2 separate regions of the Anas platyrhynchos genome follow, and region 2 is linked to region 1. The links are chromatin contacts, called in public Hi-C maps. All regions are on one chromosome and are shown on one strand. Each heading gives the region's core, a stretch centred on a gene start, on an enhancer-like site or on the middle of the called end of the contact. The rest is flanking DNA. Distances are from core to core; before and after follow the strand shown. Region 1 overlaps LOC119718601 (a long non-coding RNA gene). Region 2 overlaps MED13L (mediator complex subunit 13L).

Region 1 (5,266 bases), core at 2,042-4,541:
TGGGAGGAACAGCAGGTGACAATCTCCTCCCAGGCACAGGAGCTGCAGCGGCGGGTGTCACTCTGGAAGAGGAAGAGAGGGGTCACAGTAAATCTCTGGGGTGGGGAGGGTCCCTCAAGGAGGAACCTCATGCTGCCTGTGCAAGGTGTCCCCATGCAACTCACCTCTGCTGCTGCAGGTGCTCCTGCTGGACGCTCTAACACTTTGTGCCTAAAGAAAAGGTCCCTGCCCATCATGTGCTGGGGGCCCCAGAGCTGAACGCAGGGCCCCAGGTGGGGTCTCACGAGAGCAGAGCAGAAGGGGAGAATCACCTCCCTTGCCCTGCTGGCCACGCTGCTTTTGGTCCAGCCCAGGATACGGTTGGCTTTCTAGGCTGCAAGCACACACAGCCGGCTCATGTGGAGCTTCTCATCAACCAACCCCCCCAGGTCCTTCTCCTCTGGGCTGCTCTCAATCCATTCTCTGCCCAGCCTGTGTTTGTGCTTGGAATTGTACTGGCCCATGTGTAGGAGTTTGAACTTGGCCTTGCTGAACCTTATAAGGTTGCACAGGCCCACCTCTCAGGCCTGCCCAGGTCCTTCTGGATGGGATCCCTCTCTGTGTGGGCTGCTGCAGGGAAAGTTACCATTCCATCCAGACCCAGTACACTCCCCTGCAGCACACTGACCACAACGCACAGCCTGGCGTTATTGGCAAACTTGCAGAAGGTGCACTCGATCTCACTGTCCATGTCTCCAACAAAGATGTTAGACTGCGCTGGTCCCAATCACGAGCCCTGAAGAACTCCACTTGTTGCTGATCTCCACCAGGACATTGAGGTGTTGACCACAGCTCTTTGAGTGAGACCATCCAGCCGATTCCTTATCCAATGTGTGGTCCATCCATGAAATCTGTTTCTCCAGTTTAGATACATGGATAGCCTGGAGGACAGCATCAGATACATTGCACAAGTCCAGGCAGATGATGTCAATTGCTCTTCCTCTATCCGCCAGTGCAGAAACCCCATCGTAGAAGACCACCAAATTTTTAAGGCACAGTCTGCCCTCAGTGCAGCCATGGTGGGTGTCACCGATTTCCTTACTGATCTCCTCCTTGTCCTCCTGGACATTTGATTCGTGAAAGCAAATCAGAAGAGTTTTTTATGTACATCTTGGAAGAGAAATTTAAGAGGGAAATGGCCTGATAACCTAACATGTTTCAGAAGGTCTCACATGCTGTGCAAAACGAACCCCAGAACATGCAGCATAAAGCCCTAGGGAAGAACCATTAAAGATGATACAAAAGAGCGTAACTTGTAGAGGTGAAATGAGATGATGAAATTTGTTCTTGAGGATGAGTCAGCGTACAGAGGAGCCCATTTCTAAGAAATATGACAGAGGTACAGTCACTGACTAAGACTGAATGACATTCGTGGAATAGCGTAATTGCTGCCCTGATGAGGATTATGGACTAGGTAGTGTCTTCTGTGTCTAGTTTTTGTAATTGCCTGGATTTGTTTCCTCTTTCAGCCTATGGCACATAATAGTATTTCACATTGGTGCGGCCCCTTTCAACGACTGTTTTTTAATAGCTTTAATTAATAGTTAAAATTCCTCTTTGAGATCAACAAGTGGTCTGCTTCTTACCCACGAGCTGGGAAAGGGAGATAAGTATGAAACGCAGCTCTCTGTAGGTGGGCGTTTACGAGGTCTGCGCATTACTTCGAATGACTGCTGCCAGAAGAAGAATGGGAAAATATCTGATCCGTGTGAGGAAGGAGCCCAGCCTGAACTGTATGTATGAAGTATCCAGCGAGACTTGCCAGCAGATGAGGAATTATCCAGTGAATGTTTGCAAGTTATTCTTATGAAAACTGTGTTGGACAATTTGAAATCCGATGTGTGAAGAAAGTCAAATGAATTGGGACCCTGTGCTGAGCTGTAGGAAATCTTTGTTCAGGTATGGTTGGCAGGCAAGACTTTTCCATGACTTTTTACCAAATAGCACCCCCTCAGCATTGTTTGGTGCTCGTTTTACATCCTGCAGGTAAAATCCGGAGTAGTGTAGTGAGGACTACTGTGATTTGCTAGAGAAGTCGAGAATGTCAGAATCTGAGTCAGTGTTTGAAAAGAAGCAAAGGCTCTTTTGTCTGCTCTGACACCTGATACAGAGAGATTTCTGCAGCAAAGATTTCCACTTGCAGTGCATAAAAGCGCTGTAGGCCCTGTTTCCTACTTGAGCTATCTGGGGAGTAAATCTCTCAGATTGTTCCAAACGGCACTGATACGTAACGTCAGGAGGAATGTGCAGAGAATGGATATAATGCAGCCAGTTCCAGTGCTCTGTTACCGTCACGGTAACCAAATGCCCTCTCATATTCAGCTGGAACTTCCTGCGTCTCTGTTTGTGGTCATTGCCTCTTGTCTTGTTACTCGGCACCACCAAAAGGAGTCTGGCTCCAGCCTCTTGACACCTTCCCTTGTGATACTTGTACATATTGATGAGATCCCCTCTCGGTCTTCTATCCTCCAAGCTGAGCAGGCCCAGCTCTCCCAGCCTCCCCTCGCAGGACAGATGCTGCAGTCCCCTTATCTCAGCTGGACTCACTCCAGCAGCTCCATGTCCATGGTGCTGGGGAGCCCAGAACTGGACGCAGCGCTCCAGGTGCGGCCTCCCCAGGGCTGAGCAGAGGGGCAGGATCCCCTCCCTGGCCCCACTGGCAGCCCTCTTCCCACTGCACCCCAGGCTACCGTCAGCCTTCTCGGCCACAAGGGCCCATTGCTGGCTCATGGATCTGGGGGTTTTGGCTGATGGGAAGTTGAAAAGCAGTCAGCAGCGTGCCTTGGCTGCCAAAAGGGCTAACTGTGTCATGGGGTCCTCAGGTACAGCACTGCCAGCTGGTCGAGGGAAGGGATTGTCCCACCCTGCTCTGCCTGGGACAGCCTCACCTTGAGCACTCTGCAGTTTTGGTGCCACAATATAAGAAGAGCATAAAACAATTAGTGCCCAAGGGATGGTCACGAAGGTGGTGAAGGATCTGGAGGACAAGATGCACAAGGAGTGGCTGAAGTTCCTTGGTTTGCTCAGATGGGGGAAAAGGCGGCTGAGGGGAGGCCTCATGGCGGCCTGCAGCCTCCTCATGAGGGAATGAGAGGGGCAGGCTCTGAGCTCTGCTCTGTGGCGACACTGACAGGACCCAAGGGAATGGCATGGAGCTGGACAGGAGGATTAGGCTGGGTGTTAGGAAAAGGTTCTGCACCGAGAGGATGGTCAGGCACTGGAACAGGCTCCCCAGGGATGTACTCATGGCACCGAGCCTGCTTGGGTTCAAGGAGTGTATGGACAGTGCTCAGATACACATGGTCTGCTTTTTGGGTGGTTCTTTGTGGAGCTTTGTGGATTATTGAGTAGGACTCAGTGATCTTTGTGGGTACCTTCCAACTCGGGATGTTGTACTACTTGATTCTGTGTTAAAGGTTGACTGTTGGGCTGCGAGACTTTGGCTGTCCGTATGGCTGTTTAGGACAACCAAAGAGTGAATTGTAAGGCCCAGGGAGACCAAAAGATTCAAAGAACTTGCAAAATACATGAACACAGTGTATATGCACATCTGTTTTAATGTGTCAGGAATTTCCTTCAAATGCTACCATTATATTTATATAAAATCAATAGTAAACACATTTTGTTTTTGTAGGACCTAAACAAAACAATATCTTCTGCTCTGATGCCTGAGAGCCAGCAGAGGGAGTGAAAGTTAACTACTAAACCACCTTGGGCAACGCTCAATTGAGACACTGAGGAAAAAGCTTGTGCACAAACAAATTGCACATCATATTCCTTTCAAGTCCCATTAGAAATGAAGACTAAATAATCAGTCTGGCAAACAGAAAAATATGATAGTGGTAACAGAAAAAACATTTTAATTCCATGCTTCTAAGTGGGTATTAGCAACAATAACACTGAAGACAATTAAACGATAAAAAAGTACTCAAGAGTATCCTATTCACAGTCAGCATGTAGAACCTGATGAGACTTCTGATACATTCTCTCCATTACAGATGCTAGCAGAAAGGAAGTGAAAAATCTCTCTGTTGCCCTTGGCTTGTTCAGATTGTTGTTGTGTTTATTTCTATATTGCTCTCTGTCTCTCTAAATAACTTATGGGTTTCAAACACTGTTTTGCTCAGTCACAGTGAAAGATGTTTAATGAATCTTCATTAATATACATGAAATGCTGTTACTGTTATCTGCTGGGGAGTTAACTGTGGCTTTTCCATCTTTGGTCTTAGCATAGTAGCTGTGGGTACAAGAGTGAGAAAGACAGAAAGAGAAACAGAGGAAATAGAAAAGAGAGTTGTTTTGTGTACATATCACAGAATCACAGAATCACAGAATTGAAGGGGTTGGAAGGGACCTCAAAAGATCATTGGGTCCAACCCCCCTGACAAAGCAGGTTCCTTACAGCAGGTTGCCCAGGTAGGTGTCCAGATGGGCCTTGAATATCTCCAGAGAAGGAGACTCCACAACCTCCCTGGGCAGCCTGTCCCAGTGCTCCATCACCCTCACCGTGAAGAAGTTCTTTTGCATGTTGGTGCGGAACTTCCCGGGCTCTATCTTGTGACCATTACTCCTTGTCCTGTCCCCGCAAACCACTGAAAAGAGGTTGGCCAAATCCCTCTGTCTCCCATACCTCAGCAATTTATACACATTGATGAGATCCCCCCTTGGTCTTCTTTTAAACTCCAGGCTGAACAGACCCAGGTCTCTCAGCCTTTCCCCATTAGGAAGATAGGTACCTTTAAGAAAAAATCTCTTTTCTCTTCTTGTAGAATGTATATTATTTACCAAAGAAGCACTCAGTGTAAAGACCATGTCAAGCAAGGTGAGAGGGGAAAATACTCAAGTTCGGGTTGAAGACATAAGTGGAAGCTAAGGAAAATTAGGCAAGTTTGTACTAAGAGTGGTCACGGCATCAGGAAAGGGAGGAGCAAGCAGCAGGGGTGGGGATGACAATGACCACTGTGCTGTTTGCAACACTGACACGTTTTCTGTGATTTTATGATTTTATTTGTACTCTGTGTGGTGGAATAGGACCCTGGTGACATTTGGGTCCTTTAGGGCCGGCGTGTCCCCGAGCTGCTGTCCGGCCCTGGTCTCCGCAGGTCCTCTACTGCCGGCGGGGTGGCCTCTTCTTGGGTGGCGAAGGACCCTGGGAGGAGCTGTTCTTCCTCTTGGGGACTCGCCGGGGCCCCCCAGGTTGGCACCCCGTGCCCCGCCTGGCGCTGGA
Region 2 (5,460 bases), core at 2,385-4,884, 63 kb after region 1:
ACTGTATTTTGCTCATACCTACTGAGAATTTGGGACAAGTGCTGTCGTCACTTATGCTGCTAGGAAACTGGCCCAGAGGTTCTTCTGTGAGAATAAACGCAGTTCTTATTTCTGGCTCTTTGATGAACTTTTACGTTACTTAGGCTTGTACGTAGGCTTCTGCTTGACAGAGTTTTCTGGGACATGCCGGTGTGTGGCAGCGCTACGTGTGTGGAGGTGCAGGGATTGTTACAGTGATCCTGAATACACGCAGAGAAAAAACCATAAGCACGAGGGAGACGATTGGATCAGGTTGTAAGAGCGAGGTAGTGAATGTTTATCCTTTATGTGTAGAGTTGTGAGGTCCCCGTTTATTCACGGAAAATCGATTAGCGTGTTTCTGAGGAGCATAACTTCACGTAGCTGCAAACTGCAGATCTGTCACCGCCAACGTTAATTGGCGGTGTGCAATTAGCGCGCGTTAGAATGTGGAGTTATTTCATAGTCGCTGTGGTTTGGTCTGTCTGCTTTGTTTTTTCACCCTACTAGGGAAATGTGAAATCTTTACACGGGTGCGTAACACTGTCAAAATAAATCCAGCTGAATTCTTTTGCGAGTGGGCTTACTAATGATAATGAGTTTAATGTGCCACCCTTTAATCTCCTGTGTGACTTTGTGGGAGCTCTCCATACCTGGTGTGTGGTGCTGTGCATCCAACTGCAATGCTTTTATTGTTTCCTGGCCCTATGTGCAAAAAGTATCCAGTTAAATAGTATCTTTAATGTATATACATGCATATATACAAACACATGGTGACTGTTAGTGTGAGTTACTTTCAGTTACATCACTGTTTGTCGGGGTTTACGTACCAGTGCGGGGTACTGGGAAAGGAAATACTGACTGGGAACCTGTAGCTGACAGCAGTTGACCTTTTCACCTCAGATTGTCATATTCTTTTAAAAATTTATGAAGTGTTAAAGCTACAGTAGTCTGGATTACTAATTAGAGAAGCTTTTGCCAATCATTTACTTTTACAGTGCAGCAGCAGAAGAGGGTGCACAACCCTGCCAGCCGGGGATGGGAAATCACCCTTCTTTAGGTGTGTTGTGAGACTGTCTGAAACCCGTCCTGCTGGTAGGCGCCGGCTGCTAGAGGTCATTGTTTATCTCCCGCTTTGTTTTGGGCTGGAATCGAGAAGGAATGCTCTCGCCTGGAGAGCTGCAGCTCAGAAATGGGATGTCTGCGTGCTGGTGTTGAGGCACACTTCATCCCACGAGCACTGGTTTCTGAGGAGCGGTGTCTTCCCTGCCCAGAGCAGCCCAGGCTCTGCTGCGAGTCTGTGCTGGTCGCTGTCGTGGATTTGGGTTGCTTTGGCAGTTCGGGAATTGTAGCTTATTTTTCTGTCAGCTGCAGGCAGCTTAGAGAGATGACAGACACTGCTTTTTATTTGAGTCTCTTCAGGGGAAATAATTTCTGAAAGTATTTTACGTTTGTATGAAAAACATTACCTAAAGCTTTCTAGTAACCGATTCTGCTTTATTGGTGATGTCCAGAACGTGCGCAGGTTTGTAGCTTACAGTATTTCACGTGAGGGGAAGGCGTAGCCTGACGTGAGTCTGACAAACCCAGCTCTGAGCATCCAGCCACGAAAGAGCTCTCGGGCTTGCGCAGCTGCGTGTCGTGAGGTGTCCCCCTGGACACGGCGATGCGCAGGGCTGCAGCCTGCGCCGTGCATTGTTCTGTGCTGAGGCAGGAATCCAGCGCCCTTCGAGAAAACGGGGTGGTGTGTGTGTGTGTGCTCTGCCGGGCAGGGCAGCGTGCACAAAGACATCTGGGCTTCTGCTGTAAACGTCAAGCGTCTTTGAGCAAGATGATGCAAGGGTCGCTTTGGATATTTGTCATCGGAGTGCACCTTGGATGAGAACTTGTCTGCGCTCCGTGGAGAGATGGGCTCATTAAAACACACCAGCGGCTGCACTTCTAGCCCAGCAGGAGAAGAAATGATATTTATCCAAACTGTTTCGGCAGCAGTCAAAATGTCTGCTGCTGTTTTGGAAAAAAGGCTGTTTGTTTGTCAAAACATTACTTAATAAACTGGCCCTTAACACTTTCTTATTTAAATCCTAATGAAGAGTTGGCTATTAACTACCTCCAGACAAAATGCTGCGAGGTAACATGCTGGGCTTGGAGTTTTAATACCATCCTCCTCTGAATAATCCTGAATCACAGAGGTAGCCTTACTGAAATTAATTTGATTCTTCCTGTGCATAAGGGTTAATCACATGAAGGTAAAGGCTTGCATGAGGTACCGAGACGTTTCCTCACCTGTCCGGCTTGGCTGCTGTAGTGATCAACAGGCACGAGTCGCTCTCTGAAATGGGGCTGAGGTTGCACAATAACTTGTGTGCTGCAGCTGGAGAAAGCGGGCAGCAAGGTGTCAGGAGTGACCGAAAATCTGGAGCAGCTTTCGTGTGGTGGAAGGTTAGGTGCTGTGGGAGGCTTCAGCCTGGAGAACACGATGGTGTGCTTGGGAAGTGATACGGATTTATGTAACGCTTTATAGCATCTGCTAGCAAAGAGGTCAGGAGCACTTGTTTAAATGCATTCTTACAGAAACCTGCTGCAAGAAAGGGCTGGAGAACAGGGATTTGGTCTTTGCTTCTGTTGGTGCTCCAAGTCGAACTTATAGGGTTGCTGGGGGGGTTCTGCATTTGGCTCAACAGCAGTGACAGGAGCTGACTACGATCAGTGGGTCTTGTGGCTGTTTTCATAATGAAACTGAAAGGGGCCAAGGGGATCCGAGAGGGTGTTTGAAATTTGTGCTTAAAGGTTTTTTGTGGCATCTGAAAGCGAAGGTCAGGAATGCAGAGATTGCTGTAGAAGTTCTCTTGGTTCTCTTTGGTGGTGCATAACTATCAGTAAAAGACTTCATTGTAAATGGTTGGTTGCCCAACCAAATCCATAAGCAGTAGGAAATGAACCCGTATTAGCTCTTGGTTATAAGCGTGGGGCTGCAAGGCAGGTAGGATGCTGCCTCTCTCCGTGGTAGGTATCGTGCTTGTTTCACATTTTACGGAGGTGTGACTTTATGTATATATTTTTAAGAAATGGAATTAACTTCTGAAATTTCCCAGCAGTATTGGATTCTTCAGTTACTTTTTCTTCTGAGTTTTATTGGGTAACAGGATAGAAGTAGGAAAGCTACATTAGAAAGCTTGCTCACTTTAATCTCACAGGAGATTATTTATTTGGAATTGGAAGAATCTCCAGGGGTAGACTTTTTTTGTCCTGTTGGAGAGTATTCAGGAGTTTAACGGTGTCCCTCCAGGTGTGAACTTAAAGAAAATAGCTGTGGGTTCCCAAAGAGGTTGGGGCAGAGCGGCCTTCGGAGCGGTGCTACCTTCAGCCTGCCCCCCCCTTGGGGATGGAGTCGATGTGTTGGGTAACCGACCTCTTCTGAATAACACACGAGGAAAATGAGGAGGAGTTATATTTGCGGATCAGGACAAGGCGTGCCCAAGGGTCCCGAGCTAGCCAGTGGGAAATATTTGCGGGAAGATTTCTTGACCTCTGGTGAGGTTCTGAGCGTGCACACGGGGCTGGGAAACCTTGCCCAAGGACCAGGTCCTGCTTCTTGTAGCAGCATGAGTCCTTTGCAGAGAGGGCTGCTGTCAGCATTAGCACAACTCAGAAAATACTCACATTGCAGTGATGCGGCTGACCTGCTTATCTAGGATTTTTTTTTTTTTTTTTTTTTTTAGGAAACACAACTTTCACTTGCTCTAACACTAGCTGAAAAAACCTTTCTGGATGTTTCTACATAACTGGTGCAGCATTGACATCAGAACCCCGGTTCTCAACAACGTTTTGATCCCAAGGGTTTTTTTCTTTCCCTTCTGCTTCTGAGAGCACCTCCTCATGTGAGAGAGATTAAAGAAGGAACTCTTTAATCCTATACGTAGACCTTTCTTCTATTATTTTCCTTCTTTACAATACAATTATCTTGAAGAAATCTATAGAAACTGAAATCTTTAAACTTCAGGGAAGAAAATTCTGTGAGATAGCTGCTGGCTGTTAACTGGATCGGGTTGGTCACTAGGTGAAAAAGGAATTTTTATGGATGTTCTTCCCTTTTCTTTGTATCTCTAATTATTCAGAAATGCTATTCCTTGGTGAAGGGTGTGTGTATGTGTAGATAGACTGCTCTTTAAATGCCCGGAGGTATCAATGTTACAGGCATGGCATACTTTGTAACCAGCCGAACACTTGTGCTTGTTGGGGAAAGCTTTCTGGTTGCTGCTGAGAGCTCTCAACCTTCTGTCTCTGCTCTGCCTTGGTTGCTGCAGGGAATCCCCACCCTGTCTTCACTTCTACCCCCTTAGCTGTGGCAGCATCCTTTTGTCTGTTTGCCTAAACCATCCCTGCTCTTACCGAGAACGCTGCTGCAGTTTTCTGTCCCATCCTGTGGCTGGGACCGTGTTGTGCCCCTGCTTTCTCTCGTTGTCTTCCCTTGCTCTTACATCTCCTGCATTACTGGGACTTCTTCCAAAGGTGTCAGCCCTGTTCTGCCTTTGATTTTTTTTTTTTTTGTTTGTACCAAGTGAATCCTAACTCCCATAGGTGCTGTTGTCATCAAAAGTGAACTACCAACTACCATCTTTTGATTGTTTTCCTAGTTTTTTTCTAGCTCGTGGTGTTTGAGTAAGGTTACTAGTCGATGTCCATGGACTTAACTGCATTGCTGTCCTGAACCCTTTCTTAATCTTGTGTGTGTGATGCCTGCAGGCAACTGAGTAGCTCTGGCTAGGTGCAGGTCTGTCCTGGCTCTTGTCCTGAGGCCGACCAGCTCAGCTTTGTACTCTTTCGATCCCCGTATTCCTTCCCCCCTTCGCGTTCTCTGCATGAGCCGTGCGCTGCTGTTTTCCCGCAGAGTCCAGCACAGTGGGATTTGGGACTTGGTGATGCCATGGTAACACAAATAATATGAAAAAATACTGCACTGATTAGAAGCATGCTTGTTTTAGTATTATCCTGCCAGTTTTTAAAATGCACGAGTGTTTTCCCACATCCCAGTCCTTCTTGATTTGTTTATACAGAGCGTGTATTTACACGGGGGGCATCCTTCTTGCTCAGCCCAAGTTCCGCTACTGCTTGCATTTGAAGCTCCTCTCTCCCAGCATTTCCTGCCATCAGCTGGCAGTTTCCAAGAGATACCAGCTAATAAAGACACATTCCTCTACCAAACCCCACAGCACCCCTCAAACATGGTGCTGAGCTAGATTCCCTCCGCAGGCACTGTGAGGTGCATACGCAATGCTCCCAATGGCCGCGTGTGTCGCTTCCTGCCAGGGCTTCAGTGGGTTGTGTGGTCTGGGGTTTCTGTGCTCTAAAATGGTGATGACGACTGAAAACGGACCATTTTGCCTTGTAGTACGTTTAACTTTTGGGTCAGGAGCTTTCTCTGCTTGTTACACAGTGAGG

Evidence for each region. A called contact is a pair of places that touch in the nucleus more often than the background predicts.
Region 2: a Hi-C map of skeletal muscle shows a contact between it and region 1, with 4 times the contacts expected there. The contact joins two enhancer-like sites. A contact is called at or near these places in 2 of 8 Hi-C or Micro-C datasets (skeletal muscle and subcutaneous adipose tissue).

Annotation. Positions count from the first base shown.
Region 1 is chr16:5,952,615-5,957,880 of IASCAAS_PekinDuck_T2T, forward strand. LOC119718601 (a long non-coding RNA gene) reads left to right here. Exons shown (of 5, transcript XR_011803839.1): 5 at 1-3,070. Among named protein-coding and RNA genes, the nearest start is that of MED13L, 39 kb to the right of the region's middle. Within about 2 kb of position 3,292, at least 1 of the 8 cell types and tissues checked has an H3K27ac peak or open chromatin away from gene starts, as enhancers often do.
Region 2 is chr16:6,015,532-6,020,991 of IASCAAS_PekinDuck_T2T, forward strand. The region is part of intron 5 of MED13L (mediator complex subunit 13L); the gene reads left to right. Among named protein-coding and RNA genes, the nearest start is that of MED13L, 24 kb to the left of the region's middle. Within about 2 kb of position 3,635, at least 1 of the 8 cell types and tissues checked has an H3K27ac peak or open chromatin away from gene starts, as enhancers often do.